Linked DNA regions of Mus musculus: all the other regions are linked to region 2. Evidence: chromatin contacts called from public HiChIP or PLAC-seq and promoter capture Hi-C data. All regions are on one chromosome and are shown on one strand. The core of a region is the stretch at or near the end of the contact, and the rest is flanking DNA. Distances in the headings are between cores, read along the strand shown.

Region 1 (3,202 bases), core at 293-2,792, 1.5 Mb before region 2:
CTTGAGGAACCCGGGTGCAGAGAACTTGATTTTGCCCGAAATGTCTGTCTCTGGGGCCATCAGTTGCTTACGGTTGTACTACCGTCGGCGACCTTTCCTCAGGACCGTAACAGTCCGGGTGGTAGGTGCTATGGAGGCAGCGGCACCGGTCAGTTCTGCTTCACACCCCAAACTACCTCCCTGTGACCTTCTGATCGCCTTCCTCTCAAAGGCGGGCGTTAGCAGGTGCCTCTGTCTTTACACCTCAGCGTCCTGCCCCACATGTGCCCGCCAAAGTCTGCCAGGCAGGTGTGCGATTCCTGGGCCGCAGTCTGTGCACGTGTAACCCTTGATGAGCTATGGAGTCCCGCTCAGGGTCTTGCGCTCAGCTCAGACCCTCGGAATTACTGGGTCAGAACCGGGAAACTAATTTCAAGTTTCAAACCCAGGTCTGCTGAGGCTTTGGCCTGAAATCGAGTCCTTTGCCCAGCCTTTCCCGCCACCAGATTTGAGTACAAGAGGGCTCGGTGTTCCGGCTTTAAGCGGTGCGCGTTCAGTCCCGGCCACCGTATCCCTAGAGCCCTCTGTTCCTGCAGACAGACACTCGAAACCTGGAGCCGGTTTTTCTTTCCTGATATCCAGGCGGACCCCCACCCCCGCCCAAACCGGGAGCGTAGAGATCAAAGCGTCCTCTTTCCCAGACTAGCCGAGCCGCCTTTTTCCAGCCCTTTCTTATCCCTGCGCTAGGTGGCTCTGATCTCTCCAAATCTTTCCTCTTTCTACGCTCTTGCTTTCGTGGAGAATTCCCTGTTCATTTAAAAACGTTTTGTGGTTGTTATTAAAAATAAAAACAACAACCGAACTGACCGCGTCCGGTCACTAGCACTTCGGGTTCCTAGCGAGTTCGGGGGCCGTGGGCGTGGGAGCACGAGGCTGCCGAATGTCTACGTTAACCCACAGCTGCTAGCTGGGTCCCCGGCAGAGGAGGTCACAGTGGCGGGTAACGGTGTGGATTCATCGGAGTGTAACTTTGGGCACCTCCTTCACGCGGGAGATTGTCACCGCTATCCCTTCCCCGCCCCCTCCTTAGGCTAGGCCGCTGGTCAAAGAAGGCACATTTTCCTGAAGTTTTAGAAAAATGACCACACATTTTAGAGAAAGGTCGTGCCCGCTTCCCAGCCTCACCTAGTCTGGGCCACTGCCAGGATCCGCCTCCCAGCACCACCACCCCCCCTTCCCCAACCTAGCGGAGGGAGAGATGCCAGGGCGGTGGAGTCATGCCGCTGGCTTGGGCACCATTGGCTCATGCCTGGAACACGCAGCGGCGAATACGCACATCTGGCGGTGCGCCCGGGCGGCTCCCAGCCTGATAAGGAGATAGAGGGCGGGCGGGTGTGTGTGTCCCGGGCGTGCGAGGAACGCAGGACGCGCCGTGACCGCCCCTTCTCGCACTTGCATCACCAAGTCCGCGGTCTCCACCCACCTTTTGCCCCGCCCCCGTCCCTCCTTCACCCCTCCTCTGGCCAGTTCTCCCTGGAAGCTATTAATAGCATTACGTCAGCCTGGGATTGGTAACCTGGAGTTAAGCGGGCTCCCTGCCAACGCGAGGGCTTTAAAAGGGGTGATGCAACGCGCTCCCAGCCACAGTCTCACTCAGCGAGACGCCGCGCACGGTGCTTCCCCAGTGGAGCCAATCGGCTAACCCGCGCTCCGGCAGAGTCCTTGGCGCTCGCCCGCCGGCGGGACAGACCACCCGCCTCTGGCCGCTCTCTGGACCCTGGCCGCCCCGAGCGAAGACTGGAGGTGAGTTAGAGCCACACCGAGGAGCGCTGCCCTCCTCACCCTAAGTTCCCCTCTGGTGACCAGTCCCGGGACCCTTGCGCCACCGGAGACTGAAGCCCTAGTGTCCGTGCCACAGTCGCTCGGCTGAGCCGCTCTTTGCCGCTGCCGTTCTTAGCTGGTAAAAAGTTTCTGGTAAAGTGAAAGAACGAACTTTCTCTTTTGACTCGAGGCGTGAAAGATGCCCAGGGACGGAGGAGTTGCGCTCTCAGTTTGCAACTAGGAGAGGTCGTCTGGGTGGAAGGTGGGTGCTGGTGCGCGGAGGTGACTCACACTCTGGCGATCGGGGTCCCCTCTTCCATCCATCACTTCTTGTCCCGGACCCTGGACTCGGAGCGGGTCCCTCCTAAGTCCGCGTAGAGGCGCAGTGGCCGCGGCTTGTTGAAGCGCTGCTCCCGGTATCGAGCTAAATGAATGAAGACCGGACGCTCGAACGGAGGTCCGGCACAGCCGCTGGAGGTCGCCTTGCGCTCCCCGGAGCAGAGATCTGGGCAGCATGACCGCGTAGAGCGCTGTGAGCGAAAGTGTGTTAGGATAAGTTTGGAGGCGGCGAGCCCTGGTGTGGCGCTGTCCCGGGGCTGAAGGCCGAGAGGTCTCCGCACCAGCTAACTTCGGACCGCTAGGTTTGAGACGTCACTTCCAGCCTCACTCGCTGTTGTGACTTGCTGTGCTCTGGCTGACTTTTAACCGGCCCTTGAGTTTCTTTATGTATTGGAAGGGAAGCGAAGGAATCGGATCAAGCGGGTGGAGGGACCAGGGTGTGGAACCACTTGTACTTGGGGGGGGGGGCGTGCGGGGGGGGGGTTGTTTGTATTCTCGTGACAGAGTCTCACTCTGTAATCCAGACTGCCCATAAAAACTCCGGCCAATCCTCCTGCCTCAGCCTCCCAAGTGCTGAAATTACAGGCCCACACGCCCAGCACCTTTCTGTGCGCTGTGTGCTTCAGATAGCCAGCTTTTGACAGATTTGTTTCTAGACTAAAATAATTAAAGTAAAAGGAGCCAGGGAGGGATGTTCAGTGTGGAGGCTCCCCCACCCAGCGTTCCTAGCCGGTCTCTGAGACAGGACAGGAAAGGGGGCCTCTCTTACATCTCTGTCTCCTAGCTCTCTCCCGTTGGATTGATTCCCTGCTTCGACCCCATGCTCATTTTCAACTCCCATTTCTGTATTTTCCTCTTAGCCATTTTATTTGATTTAATCATGTAGCTCACGAGCTTTCTTATAAATTAAAGGAGTTGCCAAGCCCGATTATTTAAAAGGTTTATTCTCCCCTCCTGTTGTTCCACTCTTTTGAGACAAAGTCTCCCTATGTAACTGGGGCTTGCTTTAAACTTATGGCAGTCTTCTAGCCTCGGTCCCCAAGTGCTGAGATTACAGGCATGT
Region 2 (3,286 bases), core at 348-2,847:
ATGGGTAAATTAACGACAATTAAACACCTGTCACCCTACAGAACCCTGTGGGAAACACATCAGGGGAGGGAACATGTCCAAGGGAACGCTTTTGATCCTTGGAAGCTACTCCTGGTCACGGGAAGTGGGTAAAAGACTTCCGGTTTCGTTTCTGCTGGGGTGGGGGCTAACTATGCCAGCAACATTGCACCAACCTGCCCATACATGCCCAGCCAGCCACCAGGTCGCTCTCCAAGACTTTCTGCACGCCCCTCTCCGCGCCCCTCACTTTGCCCAAGCTGTTCCCTCCTCTGGAATGCGGTCCCTCAACCACTCCTAAGTTGAGCATCATTCCCTCAACGAAGGTAACCCCTTTCCTCCAGGGCCTGGCCTTCCCAAGAGTCTCAGAACCCCTCTCTCACAGCACATGTCCCCATCCGCCCACGGCTGCCTGCAGGGTGCTGCAGACTCTTGTAATGTGATCTCTTAGCACAGGGGAAGACTCACCACTGAGTTTGTTGAATTAATGAGGGAGGAAATCCATTTCAAGAAATTAACGCATTTTGGAAATTGACCATACATACACCCATTCAGCAGCAGTCTGAACTCGCCTAAGTAGGACCCAGCTAATCCGTGAACCAACTAAACTCAAGACCCCAATATCTCCTCAAACCAAAGGAAGAAGGGCAAAGCGGGATAGTGACAGCGCACATCAATTCCTCCCAGAAAAGATAGGAAAACCATTCCCAAAGATTTAAAACTAGATGTGGCGTCACGTGGGAAAGGGGCTGTTAACTCTCAGAACTTGCAAAGTTCGAGTTGGAGATTGGTCTGAGATGAAGGTATTTTTCCCTGCGCGCCTGTAAGGATCACCCAAGCCGGGGCCAAGAGACTCAGGAGTTTGGTATCAAGGCTGAGGTATTGGGGAGAGGGCACAAGAACCCCCTCACAAACCCAGTGCCCACAGAGGCACAGGACAAGCTTTGGGCTCTGCGCTCTGTTCCCCTGCTCGCAAACACAACAGGAGCTGGAGGCGATGTTTTGGCTGAATCCGAGTCCCAGACCGCGCTCCCCTTCCAGCTCAATCCCGGACGAGCGAGCACTGCTAGCGAAGAGAACCGGCGGCCGGCCACCTGGCGCCCCCACCGCGCATCCCGGCGTCCCCGGCGGCGAACGAAGTTGGCTCTGCCTGGAGTATCTGCTCCCGACCGGCTAGCTTACCTGCTTACATGGCCCGGGAGTGCCCCGGGTGCCGCACGTTGACCATCAGGGAGTCTGGGTCCCCACCACTGGCTTCCAGGAGCTGGCAGAGGAGGGGCGCAGGGAGGGTTACGCAGCGGCCGGCGCGCCGGGCGCACCGGGGAGGAGAAAGGGCCAAGAACCTAAGCACCGCCGTCCCACGCGAGGGGACCCGGGCGATCAGAGAGGTGGGGCGCAGAGAGGGACCGCCAGCGGCCACTTGGTACCAGATGCTCCACGAGGACCTGCCCTGTGGACGAGACGGCTGAGCCGAGGAGCGCAGCTAGCTGGCCGGGCCCGCGGCCGAGGCGCTGGGCAGCCGGGAGAAGTTGTGCAGAACTTGAGCCTCCGGAGAGCCCGAGCGCCAGGAAGCGCGAGCGGCCGGGGAGGGCGGAGGAAGGGGCCGGGTGGGAGGGGACGAGCAGGCGCCGCTGGCCGCGCTCCCCCGCCCCGGGCTCTGCTCCGCAGTGCTGGGGGCCAGGAGGCGGGGAGCGCGCGGGGCGCTCGCTGGGCGGGCCAGGAATGCGTCCGGGGAGGGCGCGCGCCAGCCTCGGGGACGCGCGCCCTGCGCTGAAAAGAGGAGCCCGGGCTCCCCCGCTGCGGGCGCACGGTCCCCAGGGACGTCACAGCGCTGGAATCCGAGGAATGCCAGGCTGCGGGAGCTCCTTCGGCCGGCCGGGCAGAAGTCGTGCACTTTTAATGGGCTAGCTTTGGAGCGCGTTTTCCCTACCAAGGTGTGGGACGGTGGACTAAAGGAAAGTGCCCGGAGTGAGATAGACTGGAAGTGGAGAGGGGGCGATGACCCAAATCAACCAAACTGTGTGACGCTTAGGAGGCGGAGGGGAAAGAGGAAAGGAAAAGACCGTCCCTCCAAGATTTCCGTGGGCAGCTAAGGGGTGGGACACTGGAGCTAGAACAGGCCATTTATTTGAGGGAGGTCTCCAAGCAGGATGCCCCCATGCCGCCACCGCCCAGGAGACACGGGACAAAGTAGGGTGGCCTCCTTGAGAAGGCAATCTAGAAGCTCTCCTCAGAATCCTAGGATCTCTGAGTAGTGAGTCTTAGCTCCGGTCCTCCCACCCCGCCCCCACGGCCAACCAGCCTTTGTGTGCTGGAAGTTGGAATATGTGGTTTTCCCGGTTTGTTCCATGCCACGGAGGGGGCCCCACCCCGCCTGGGTAGGCACTGGGAGGGAACTGCGTTAGCACTTTCGGAGGTGGGGTTACTGAGGCGCAGCCAGTGTAATGGAAAAGGCACTCGGCCGGGCAAGGAAACCTGTATTAGGCCCCGCGGAGTTGCTGGCCCAGTGGTTAACTCAGGAAGATCCCAGCCCCCTACCCCTGATCCTTGGGTTTAGTAATTGTGAAGTGAAAGGAGTTGCCTATATTTTTAAGGTGCTTTGCATGTCTTGGCATCTGTTCTCTTCCTGAAATCTTAAGACCAGTCCTTTCAAGGACCCTGAAGTCCTTGTCACCCAAAATATCATTAAATTACTTCACTGTACAGGCAAGGGACACAAAACTTCCAGGCCTTATCCTATCAAAATGGCTCATGCCAACTCTGGAGGCAGAGACAGGAAAAATCACAAGTTCGAGGCTGGCCTAGACTACATAGCAAGACCCTACCTCAAAACAAGAAAGAAAGATCTCTGTGCCCACAGAGCAAGTCTGTTAATAACTGGCTTCTGAGTGTTCTTCTACAGAACCAAGAAGAATAAAAGAGGACGGGGGGGGGGGGGCGTGGAGGGGGCAAAATGGGGTGGATGGAAAGCAAAGGAGGCTGAGTCTTTCAAAATATCAAGGAGAGGGCTTTGAGGAGTTTCCAACCAGCCTTCAGGAATAGCTTTATGTCAAGGCTCAGTGTGGGCAGCATTCCACACAGCCTAGCGTGACAATCACGATCCCTTAGTGAGGATTCAGGCAGCAGAAAAGAGGGGTCAGCATCACCAGGGAACACCTACTGCTGAGGTGGCCTAAAGGACCCAGGCTGCAGAAGAGCTGCTCTCAGCCGCAGGCGTTTGACTGAAACAGGATGGGGCTCAAAGACAAAAAGATGCCAACAGGCTGTT
Region 3 (2,859 bases), core at 303-2,802, 1.3 Mb before region 2:
TCAACAAGCTATTAGAGGTGAAGTCACATTTGTCTATTCCTACATGTAAATGTTCTCATTATCTTAGCATTTTTCTATAATCAGATAAACCCTCTTAGTTACAGTCATCTCCCAAGATAACTATTAAAAACATTAAGTGCCGTTTCTCTCCTTGCCTTACTTCTAAGGAGAGAATAACACAGGAGCTACTATTCCCAAAACTGGGGTATAAAACTACAATCCAAGGAAGGTTTCTTCATTATTCTTTCCCTTAACCACTGTTGTTTTAGTTTTTGATGCTGACAACCTCTATATTTACTCTGCACTCTTGTCATTGGTCATGAATGTGCTGTTACAAGCTTGAAACTTTCCCCTACATATAGGCTGTTTATCTGCTTGAGTTAGCAGTCCTTCGATCTCTAGTGTCTTTTCCCAGAAACCATCATATTCAGGGGTACACAAAATATAGGAGAAATAAGTGTGTTCTAAGGGTTTATGGGTGCCGGGGGAGCAACAGGATGCACAGGTTCTACGTAGCCCTGGCTTGTCTGGAACTCACGGCGTGGACCAGACTAGTCTCGAACTCACAGAGATTTGCATGCCCCTGCCTTCCGAGTACTTGGCATACACTGTCATGACCAGCTCAACTAGAACTTGGTAAAATTTAACACCAAGACAGCTTCTTCATCTATTTTCAACTTAAAAAGAAAATGTTTTCTCCCCGAATCCACACGATGTTATAAAAACAAACAAAAACAATAACAATGACCAAAAACCTAGCCAGATGACTGACTTCAAGGATTATCATTTCCTGGAGAATTCCTCATACCAACCAGCAAAGTTGCGCTGGCCCACAGGAGAGCGACTTTGTCTTTACTGCGCACTTAACTACCAAAAGAAATGTTTTGTAAAACACAAGATTTGAAAGCTTGCTATGAAAGCAAAATGTGATGCCTTGTTTATACGTATAGCGCTGTACATGTTCAAGAATATGGGTACACTTAATACCGCCTGCTTCTTAAGATTACATACGTGTTCGCCCTGTATGTTCCTGACAGGAAGCAGCACCCAGGCGGCACTAGCATCTAGTTGCCTTCCCTGGCATTTCCCAAGCCAGTCTTGGGCATCGTTCCATCTGCGAAGGCCTGACATGGGCCCCGAGCCAGAGCCAGGATGCGCTGGGTGAGGACCGGGAAAGAGGGGTCCGTACCCACTGTGCGTCCCGCAGCGCGAGCTCGCGGACGTCCTCCGGCAGCACGGCCCCGAGCTCCTGCACGAAGCGACCGCACATCTCCATCACTTCCATCACCGCCCTCTTCAAGGTGCAGCGCACTCGGAAGTCCTCTAGGGGAGAGTCTGCTGCCGTGGCCTGAGGGTCTGAGGCGGCCTGGGCATCGTGGTCCTGCGGGGCGGAGACGAGCACTGTTTCAGAGACAGCCGCCATCTTCCCGGTTTAAACTAAGGCGGGAATCGCTGAGACCGGAAGGATGCTTCCCTCCCTGGAACGCTCCTGCACGCGTCCGACTGGAAACCCGATCCGCCGCCGCCGCAAGGTTCCGCCTCGGGTTCCGCGGCCCCAGAGTTCCGCCGCCTGGCTTGCAGTCGAGAAGCCTGCAGGAGTAGCTATGGGTTTGGGGTTAGTGGACTGTCACTGCCATCTCTCCGCCTCGGACTTTGACAACGTATGTGAGGGGGACTTGGGGCTTGCGGGAGTCGGGAGGGCCGTGTCTCCTTTCCCGCAAGTTTTTCTCCCCCAAATCCTCAGACCGTACCTAGTCTATGGCGACCCTTTCGAACCAGCGTCCTGGAACTGACATTCCTCATCTTACACGGCGGTTAACTATTTCTATGAAGCTTTAGTTTGTCGTCTCAACACCCCTTTCTCCTACCACTCTTGAGGTGTGCTGATCCATCCAAGCCCTTAGCAGAGGTTCTAGTTCTGGCCCGGCAGAGGGACAAACAAAAATAATAACACTTGATGGAGTGAATGTGTAGGGATGGAAATAGGTTTTACCGGCTACATTGGGGAAAGTGAAGAGGAAGGAGAAGTAGGTGCCTTTTTCTTAGGAGGTGACGCTTAGGGTGTGAGTGTATGGTAGTGATGAACACCGGCAGGTTGTAGACCTCCCATACATTATAGAATTTGATCTGTTTTAGTTAACCAGCAGCTGGAAACACTTAATAAAGGAGAAATTTCCAGGAGCTGGGAAGGGTAGGTCAAGGTCAGTAAGACATTTGGATTGCATTAGATGCACAGTCTTAACCCTTAAAAGTTTAAAAACAAACCCATTTTAAATATATATAGAGAGCGAATATTCTGAAGACAAATTTGCTGCTGAGTGGCAAAAAGGTGGAGGAGAGAAAGTGAGAGCATTTAGGAAACGTCTCAGTTTACAGACAAGAGCTGGTAGAAGCCAGTACAGTGAGAATATCATGAGAATACCATGTACTCAACAAATTTTAGGAATAACACCAACAGTACATGCATGCCTTGGATAAGAACAGCAAGGGGAGGAAGAAATCGAGCATGACTTAGATTTCAGTTTGTGCTTCCTGTAAGGAAGATGGTGATGGCCTTTGCTGAGACGAGAAAAGGTTTGGGATCAGAGTGGGCAGGTGGGCAGCTGGAAATCCTAGTGGGGGGATATTGGTTAAGTCTGATCTCATCCAAGTGGAAAGATTAGAATACATAATCATTTCAAATGTGAGTCGTGGGTCTTGGAGAGAGTAAAAACTCTGTAAGTTGGAGATTCAGCATGGTATCAAAAACCACGAGAAGGGGAGGATATAGCTTAGTGATAGAGATCTTACATAGTGTGGTCGAGGATGTTAAACAAACAAAGGAAAAAGGCAGAATCCCTTAAGGCAAGTGGAAAGAGA

What was found. Promoter capture Hi-C pulls out the DNA fragments that hold promoters and counts their contacts. HiChIP or PLAC-seq counts read pairs in DNA pulled down with a chosen protein or histone mark.
Region 1: a contact with region 2 is called in an H3K27ac HiChIP or PLAC-seq map of extraembryonic endoderm stem cells. The contact joins the promoter of Atf3 here to the promoter of Ptpn14 in region 2. A contact is called at or near these places in 2 of 39 promoter capture datasets (both in embryonic stem cells), 2 of 484 Hi-C or Micro-C datasets (both in embryonic stem cells) and 2 of 115 datasets of contacts at active chromatin or transcription factors (embryonic stem cells and extraembryonic endoderm stem cells).
Region 3: a contact with region 2 is called in a promoter capture Hi-C map of trophoblast stem cells, with 7 times the contacts expected there. The contact joins the promoter of Tatdn3 here to the promoter of Ptpn14 in region 2. A contact is called at or near these places in 4 of 39 promoter capture datasets (the 3T3-L1 cell line, embryonic stem cells and trophoblast stem cells).

The regions. Positions count from the first base shown.
Region 1 is chr1:191,181,673-191,184,874 of GRCm38.p6, reverse strand. It overlaps Atf3 (activating transcription factor 3), which reads left to right and starts at 1,542. Exons shown (of 4, transcript NM_007498.3): 1 at 1,542-1,782.
Region 2 is chr1:189,726,579-189,729,864 of GRCm38.p6, reverse strand. It overlaps Ptpn14 (protein tyrosine phosphatase, non-receptor type 14), which reads right to left and starts at 1,597. Exons shown (of 19, transcript NM_008976.2): 1 at 1,201-1,597.
Region 3 is chr1:191,061,603-191,064,461 of GRCm38.p6, reverse strand. Tatdn3 (TatD DNase domain containing 3) reads left to right here and starts at 1,552. Exons shown (of 10, transcript NM_001357166.1): 1 at 1,552-1,661. The coding sequence starts at 1,605. It overlaps Nsl1 (NSL1, MIS12 kinetochore complex component), which reads right to left and starts at 1,441. Exons shown (of 6, transcript NM_198654.3): 1 at 1,190-1,441. The coding sequence starts at 1,423.